Linked DNA regions of Mus musculus: region 1 is linked to region 2. Evidence: chromatin contacts called from public promoter capture Hi-C data. All regions are on one chromosome and are shown on one strand. Each heading gives the region's core, a stretch centred on a gene start, on an enhancer-like site or on the middle of the called end of the contact. The rest is flanking DNA. Distances are from core to core; before and after follow the strand shown. Region 1 holds the start of Jak1 (Janus kinase 1). Region 2 has its middle 69 kb from the start of Ube2uos.

Region 1 (4,429 bases), core at 427-2,926, 670 kb after region 2:
TTTGTAATGTTCACACTCCCTCTAGGATGATGTATCTGTTTCTTTCTACATGATCTCAATCCATACAGAAGAGGCATTTATTCCATTTTATAAAGCATGTTATACCAGAACTGTCTAAATGCTGGCCTGCAGTCTCCATTAACCTTCACCATGATGCACAAGAGAACAAACCGATCACTCAATAAAAAAGTATCCCCTAGATGTTGGAAAACTGAAGCCAGGGATGAAATGACTTTGCACACAGGGCCCCAAGTCTAATTTTTTACCTGGTAACCACACATGATCTCTCAACTTGGGTACTACTGACTGACATTTTGAACAAGATCATAGTTGCTCCACATAGCCCCAAATTCCAGTACTTGGAAAACATCAGAGTCCCCACAAGCAAAAGCAATAGGCAACACAAAATGTGGTTTTTAGAAAGGGAAGGTATAAAAATTTAATCAATGCAAAATGTTCATTTAAAAAGAAAAAGAAAAAAGTTTTTTACACCACCCGTAACTCAAACATTTTCTTTTTAAACGGGGAAGGCAACACCCAAAGACTAGATAATTTTATCTGTCTCAGCATTCTACTTATTTAACGGCCCAAGTTTTTAATGCCTTCTTCCCTGAAAGAAGTAAAGGTAATTTTATACTACCGTAAATACCTGCGACTGAGCTCTATGACTGGGGAGGAATTTTAATAGCATGGATACTGATGTATCCAAGCAGAGGCAGAAGACAGGTCACAGCCATGAATTAAGACTATTAGGGCCCAGTCCTAGTTCCCGAGAAATCACAGAGGATACACCTCCGAAGGGGGCACACAGGCACCAGGAGATAACCACACCTCTGGTCTAGTCTCCCTAAAGAACTCCCTTCATAAACACTCATCATCCTAGGAGCCTGGGAGTGTCTCCAGAGGGGTGCCTACTGCTTCTGAGTCGACGGGGGCGTTCGTTCGCGCGGAACCGGAGCCAGGAGTTGGGGAGCCACAGACACTGGTCCCAGTTTCGATGAATCGGGTCCCTTCGGGTAGGACCTATAGTCGTCTCTCCCCATTCCCTTCACCCATGGCCCTCCATCATGCTACATTCCGGCAAGCTGCGGTTCGGAGTTCCCGGGGCGCGCCCCCACGCAGACCCAAACCCCAAAAGTCCCCCACCCCCGCAAGAGCTGACCAGGGGTGAACGCGGGCCACGACCCTCGGCGAGTCCTGCGGTCCGGGCTGTTGCGGCGCCAGAGGCCGTCGGCGCGCAGGCCGCGGGGCCATAAACAGGATGTCGGCGGAGCGGGCCGCTGTTAGCGGAGCGGCCCTCCCTCGCCTCCCGGCAGCCCCGCCGCCTGGAAATCCCCGCCCCGGCCGCCCTGGCCGCTCGGCCGCCCGGCTCCGCGCCCCTCTCACGGTCCCCGAGCTGGCCACGGCGGTCTCCACCTCCCCACCGGGACACTCACCACTTCCGTGTGCGCCGGGCCGCGCGGCTCCTTGGCGCAGGGTCGATCTGGGTCAGGAGTCTGGCAGGCAACTCAGCCTGCCGTGCAGGGTCCGGCGTGGACACCCGCGGCTAAGGAGAGGCACCGAAAGGACGAGCGAGGCTGGGCGCGGACCCCGCGGCGCGTCAGCGGCTGCCGGCTACTCCGCGGCTGCGGCGGCCTGCGCTCTAAAAACGCACCGGCGCCCCGCCCCTCCAACTCTGAACGATCACGCCCCTTGTACGGCCCAGCCCCCGTGACGTCAGAAGCTGCTCCTACAATTGGACAGAGCCAAGACCCAAGACTGAGGACCTTGGAGTCCCCGCCTGCCCAGGCTCGCACTCCAGCAAGTGTCTCCGCTCGCTTCCGCTTACCAAGTAGCTTGTGAGAATTGAACTCAAACTGGACATACTGGCACACTTCTTTAATCCCAACACTCCGGGAGGCAGAGACAGGTGGATCTCTGTGAAATGACCTGTCCCCCCACCCCGCCAAAAAAAAAAGAAAAAGAAAAAAAGAAGAGAAGAGAAGAGAAGAGGGGAGGGGAGGGGAGGGGAGGGGAGGGGAGGAGAGGGGAGGGGAGGGGAAGGGAGGAGAGGAGAGGAGCGATGAAATCACTCACGCAGGGAATAAGAATTTGCCCTCTGGAGCAACCTGTGCCCTTGGAGGCATTATCCGTGCCCTGTGTGTTTACATCTGCCCCATCCCAGCCACTCTAGAAGATGGTTCTGGAAAGACTTGCCTAGCAAGAACGAAAGTCACTTTGTCAGTTGTTGCGATAAAATATTTGACAAAAGTAATTTAAGGAAAAAAGAGTTTATTACCCTGTACAGTTGGAGCGAACACAGACCATCATGATGAGAAGTCGTGATGACAGAAACTTGAGGTGGAAAGTCACATTGCGCGCATGCTCAGGAAGAAGAGAGGATGAATTCTTGTGTTAGCTTTCTCCTGGGTATTAAATCCAGGACCACAGTCCATGGAATGGTTCTGCCCACAGATAAAGTGGATCTTATCTCCATTACCCTAATCTAGATAATCCTCAAGGGCACAGCCAAGGGGATAGACTAGTCTACAGAATCCCTGCGCAAAGCAAGTCTTCTAGGAGACCCTAATCTAGGTAATGTTGAAGGGCATGGCCAAGGGGTAACCTAATCTAAACAATCCCTCACAGGTATAGCTGATCTCCTAGGTGATTCTAATAGTCAAACTGACAATACTAACCATCATGAGGACTTAACCAGAAACAAAACCTCCGGCTTCCACGAGTTTCTTCAGGCCCAGCCTCTGTTCTGTGGTGTAAGAGCTCCAAAAGGAGCAGGGGAGAGAAACAAACTATGGAAAAGAGTAATAAGAATTAACATCCATTCCTACCTAATCTGTGTCCAGTGCTTTTGAGTTTTCATTATCATAATCTTTCACAGTAGGTTTGTTCAGTCTTATCCTATCCACAAAAACAAAATAAACAAACAAAACCCTGTAGCTCTCAGGTGTCTTCCATTCTGGCATCTTAAACTTGTGGGGTGTTTGCCAGAGAAGACCTGATCAGACATGGGCTTAAGCCTTTAGAAAGACTTTCTTAGCTGACCAGCAACTACAGTGGGTGTTCAGGATCCCAGTGTAGACCGGAGTCTTTCTCAGGGTGAGCTTGTAAGCACAAGAACCATGCCCTGGGTTGACATACTTCAGTTAACAAGAACAGTTAGCCAGACGCAGAGCTACAGATGCCAAAAAGCAAGGTTAGCACACTCAGAGACTTTCCCAGAACCATGGCCTTTGATGGATTGGGCCTTTGTTTTCATTTTTAGCAGGTGGTAGTGTCTACGTGGTGAGTTTTATACCCTGAATAGCACTTCCATCATGGAGTCCGTTGTGCTAAGGTCTAGGGCCCTGTTACAAACCTGTGGTTTTTTTCATGATTTAGTGTGGGGTGCTCACAAAATTGTCATTAAGTAAAAGGTTTCTAAAATGTGTAACAACCCGAAGATAATTTAAAAATCAAACATAATGAATCTGAGGTATTTCTAGCCATGCCTGCCCATTGTGTCCAACTATGTCATTGCAGCCTTGGTTCTGAACACACACTTGGACCTGTAAGGACTGTCACAACACACACTGCCAGCAAGCAACACCTGAAGCACTTTGGCTCAGATGCACCTGTTATGAATTGTACTGTCTGTGTGTCTGTCTGTCTGTCTCTCTATTACTATATATAGAAAGCTTGCTGTTCTTATAAAAACATTTGTTATGACGAAGACTTTCAGTAATATTTCTCCCCTTGTTGCACACCATGCATCCAACTGCATATGTTTGGATTGAATTCTGTTAAAATGATTTCTTAAATTTGCTGCTTACAGGCTGCTGGGATGGCAAGATTATCACCAGGCCTGACAATCTGGCTTAATCCCCAGAACCCACATCATGAACCAAAAGATCTGACCACCAAAAGTTGTCTTTTAACCTCCACATGTGTGACATTACACATGACTGCCCCCACCCACAAATAAATAAATGTTAAAATTAAATTAAATAAAAAATAAAAGTCCTGTTTCAGTTGCTCAAGTTTCACACACAGAAACCAAAGTTTATCTTGCTTTGAATTTCAATTAGGACAGGATTCCCAGCAATTTCTGAAATGACATAAACATACTTCTGTGACCTTGTGATATCAGTGCAAAGAGGGGTCCTTAGCACCAGTGGTGACACAGACAAACATCAGTCAACTCTGAAAGACATCGAAGGTGCTCCGAGTTTACAGCATCAAATATTCAGCTATTTAATTTGTTGTTTAAAAACAAGCAAGCACATCTGTTCTGATAAGTGTTTGTCAGCGTGATGCGAACTTCAGTAATCTACGAAGAAAGAACCTCAGTTGAGAAAACGCCGCCACCAGATTAGCCTGTAGGCAAGGGTGTGAAGCATTTTCTTGGTTGATGATTGATGCGAGGGGACCAGCCCTCTGTAGGCAAGACCCC
Region 2 (4,106 bases), core at 852-3,351:
TAAAGATATGCTTCTCCTAGATGGGCTAGAGCAGCTCATTTCAAGGTGTGAGACCAAGAACAAGCTTTCTTTGTGGCTTAGTTAAAATGAAGCTGTTTCCATCCTACAATGTGAATATATTTAAAAGTCACCCAACATAATCACACTTGGGGATCTACCCCGATTCCTCCTGCCTGCAGAGCAGGGATTCTCAACCTTCCTAATGCTTCTACCATCTAATGTGGTTCCTCATGTTGTGGTGACCCCCCCAAACATGACACTATTTCATTGCTACTCATAATGGTAATTTTGCTGCTGTTATGAATTGTAATGCAAGATATCTGATATGTAATCCCCCAAAAAGTTGCAAGAGGTTGAGAACCCCTGCTCGAGATATGGTGTTCCATGAGGACAAGAATGTTGCTGTTTCTCCTCAATGCTGTGTCTCTTGTGCCTGACACCAGCAGACATGCACTAGGCTCTCAAACCAGATTTGAATGCTGATGTAAAAATCCCTGGATCATGTGACTCATGAGCTGAGATGATGCTCTGTAGATGCATGCTCTCTCTCTCTCTCTCTCTCTCTCTCTCTCTCTCTCTCTCTCTCTCTCTCTCCCTCTCTCCCTCTCTCTCTCTCACACACACACATACACACACATACACACACAGAGCACAGTTCCTTTTTTGTTGTTTATTTCTTCTTTTCTGGTATCACTTAAGGAGAGGAAGTGCGTGAGAGTGATCAGTGATCATAGTGCTGCTACATCTGCCAGCAGGGGAGACTGAGTAGGGATGGCAAGTGCCTCGGATGGTTTTGGTATTTGAATAAATGAGTTAGCAAATGAGAAGCTATGGCAGTCATAACCAGGAACGGAGAAAAGCACCCTCTGCATTCTCTTCTTCATATCACATCAGAACCAGAGAAAATAATAGCATTGCTCACTAAGGAGTTGCAGTTAGATGATCCGTAAAGTCCACCACCTGTTGGTGGTTCCAGAAAATGCCAGCCAGAAGGGCAGGAGAGAACACTCCAGGGGCTTGGGGAGTGGGGATGGGGAATGGAGGTGGGGATCAGCTGTGTTGGGAGATGGGAGTAAGGATGTCAGAACATGGTAGGGGGGACAAGCAAGAAAATGAAACCCAAAGTTACCCAGAAAACTCAAGAGGAACAAGGTAGAGAATGTAGGGGGAGAGTGGGGTTGAAGGAACCCCTTTTACCTCCGCTCCTGCCAGCGATCTGCTCTTCACCCCTGAACAGCCCCTCCCTCTTCTGCAATGTCTGCCCTTCAAGTTTACCAAATTCCCACCATGGCATTAACACTAAGGTTCCAGGAGGCACATGGCCAAGACTTCTGCCCATCCACAAGGAAGAGCCCAGCTCTACCGTGCTGCACAACAGCCCACAAACATAGCTAAGTTCTGGGGCTCGCCCACCCACCATTAGCCTTGGGTGTACACTGGACCTCTCTGCACCCAGGCCCCTACCCTGGTAGCTAAGAATAAGAATGGTAATAACTTCAGAGAGGCCTGTGGGGATTAACTGATGTAATTAACAATTCTTGCAGCCAGAGCCAGTGCGGTCTAAGTAGACCATAATAGTGGGCTTTGTCATCGTGCAACTGGAAGAAGCTGTGGGCAGTCAGAAATCCTCTGCTAGTGGACCCTCCCTGAAGCTGCACAGACAGAGGTATCCCGGCATCCTGGGTGTTCCACACTGGAGGGGAGGAGACAACAATAACCACACCTGCCATTTGCCATTTGTCATTTGCCAGTTAGGCTTGGTTACTTTTACCTGTAGCTCCAGCATGTAGGATGCTGAGTCGGGAGGATTGCTACAGGCTTGTAGTGAGTTCCAGGACAGGTTACGTTATAGAGTAACACCATTTCCAGCAAACAGCAGCAAATGAGTTCCAAATAATCACTCAGGCTCACAATTCACCTCACTGGAAGAGGTTTCTGTTGCAGAGATTGGTTAGCTAACAGGAGAAAGGACCTCTGTTGGGTTTAGAGCCCAAGCTCTTGGAACTTCATGGAGATTCGCCTGTCCGACAGCTGCCTCTACAGTACCCTGCGGTGCCCCACCCCCAGCCCCCAGCTCTTGCTTGGGATGTGGGACATCGCATCTGTTCACCTCCTCCTCTGCCAGCCTAGTGACCTGGCAGACTGCCAGCCTATCAGCTAGGGCATTCTGGGAGGCCTGATTTTAATCAATTTCTATTTCCTGTAGAAACAGGTTTTTTTCAGTGGTTTTGTAACACAAGCGCTTTTGATCACATTAGGACTAGTCATGGCAGCCAACTTGGCAGCTTGTGTGCAGATCACCTACAATGACAGATTGTTTAGCCTTTATTGCAATTCAAAGCCACCTAAGGAAGAGGGAGAGAAGAGAAAAAAGGAGAAAAAGTGAAAGGAAACAAATGATAACCGAAGCCCCATGTTATATAATTGCATAATATGGCGCTAATTCTCTTTAAGGAGAATCCGATTCACCTCTTACCCTGCCTGTCTTTGTCACTCTCCTGAAATGCAATACCTCTCTTACAAGCACTAGTGAGAACACACACACACACACACACACACACACACACACACACACACCATGGTTCAGGGAGTGCACTGAGAGAATCTGCAAGCAATGAGCTCTGACTCAGAATCCTTTCTTGTTCCTTGTCTTCCCTCCCCCGCCCTCCCCCATCATATGTCAAATTTGAAGAGAGCTGAAGTAGTGAAAAACCAAGGAAACCTTAAGGGAAAATGTAAATTGAAATTTCTCAAAGACAGGAAGAGAAAAGTTGCTGTTTTTGAGTAAAAAGAAGATGCAAAATCAAATGAGTCGCAGGAAGGGCTGGAGTGTTGATTGGGCTGGCCAGATGGCTCAGGCTGTTGAGCCTGCTGACCTGAGCTCAACCCCCAGCATCCTCATGGTAGAAGGAGAGAACTGAGTCCCATAAGTTGTCTCTGACTTCACATGTGCACCGTGGCACACATGTCTGCATACAAACACATACGTACACACACAGATAAATGCATGAGAATACAAATAAGTAAATAAGTGACTTTAAAAAGAATCAGCATATTAAAATATTTGGATTAAGAGAGGGTATGGAATTTGAAATTAAATGAGTTTAGTGATCAGATATTTAGTTCAGCCATACATCCCTAGAAAAGCTTGGTTCTGTGTTTCCCAGCTTGATCAAACCTTTCTGCTCTGCCTACACCTCTCGTGCTGTGAATGCATTAATCTCACAGTGCCTTCCGAGAGCCCCTGAAGGCCATCCATTTGGTTCCCAGGATGCCTTCTTAGCTGTCCAAACTTGATTGACACGTGTTCTACTCTCAGGGCTATCTGAGCTAACTGGATAAACTAGTGTGTGCTATCTGAGCTAACTGGATAAACTAGCACTGCAGACGGTGATGTGCTCATGCTATGCTTGCTTTGTTCTGGAAGAAAGAAAATGTATCCTTCTGAAATCAGGGGCCATGGGTGCCTATGCAAGTATGGTGGGGAGGAGTTTTCTGAAAGAATGGTCCTCCTGTGTTCTGTCACATGAGCTCCGGGCCTCACTTGCTTTGGAACTAGTCTTGATGGGTATAGGTAAGCGCAAGGGTGAGCACAGAGGTTTATGACACCTCCAGGAAAACTCGGTGTTCTGAGTTGCTAAGGGCCAAGGGACTGAAGTGCTCAGGGAGCTCGGTGACATTACACAGGTAAGACACTGAATAACAGAAAGTGTGTGCTTGGCTCTGCTGCAGGGCCAATGGATTGCAATGGAAACAGCTAAGAGAAGTGAATCTTTAACTGAACTGAACGGTGGCCTCCGTACTCCATCACAGCCTTAGCACCGCTTTGCATTTAAACCCGGAAGTTGTACTTTCCATATTTCAGTTTCTTTCAGGGAGCAGGAGAGGGCGGTCAGGGTTCATCGTGCACATTCATGGAGCTGTGAGAAATGGGTTTTAAGCAGGGGGGAAAAGGTGGGGTAAGGCACAGAGAGCAGCGCTCCGGAAGCTCCGGTATGGAAAATCAACACTGAACTCTTCTATGAATGACGATCTGAGTGAGGTGGAGAGGAAAGGCTGTGTGCTTGGCTTGAAAGTCCCCAAAAGGTTCAGGAGTGCGTGCCGGT

The links. Promoter capture Hi-C pulls out the DNA fragments that hold promoters and counts their contacts.
Region 1: a contact with region 2 is called in a promoter capture Hi-C map of hippocampal neurons, with 3 times the contacts expected there. The contact joins the promoter of Jak1 here to the enhancer-like site in region 2. A contact is called at or near these places in 5 of 39 promoter capture datasets (embryonic stem cells, hippocampal neurons, maxillary cranial neural crest and 1 more) and 3 of 115 datasets of contacts at active chromatin or transcription factors (embryonic forebrain, embryonic midbrain and embryonic stem cells).

What each region holds. Positions count from the first base shown.
Region 1 is chr4:101,263,606-101,268,034 of GRCm38.p6, forward strand. It overlaps Jak1 (Janus kinase 1), which reads right to left and starts at 1,677. Exons shown (of 25, transcript NM_146145.2): 1 at 1,437-1,677.
Region 2 is chr4:100,594,655-100,598,760 of GRCm38.p6, forward strand. No RefSeq gene overlaps it. Among named protein-coding and RNA genes, the nearest start is that of Ube2uos, 69 kb to the left of the region's middle. Within about 2 kb of position 2,102, at least 23 of the 459 cell types and tissues checked have an H3K27ac peak or open chromatin away from gene starts, as enhancers often do. A contact at or near this core is called in hippocampal neurons, where this site is marked.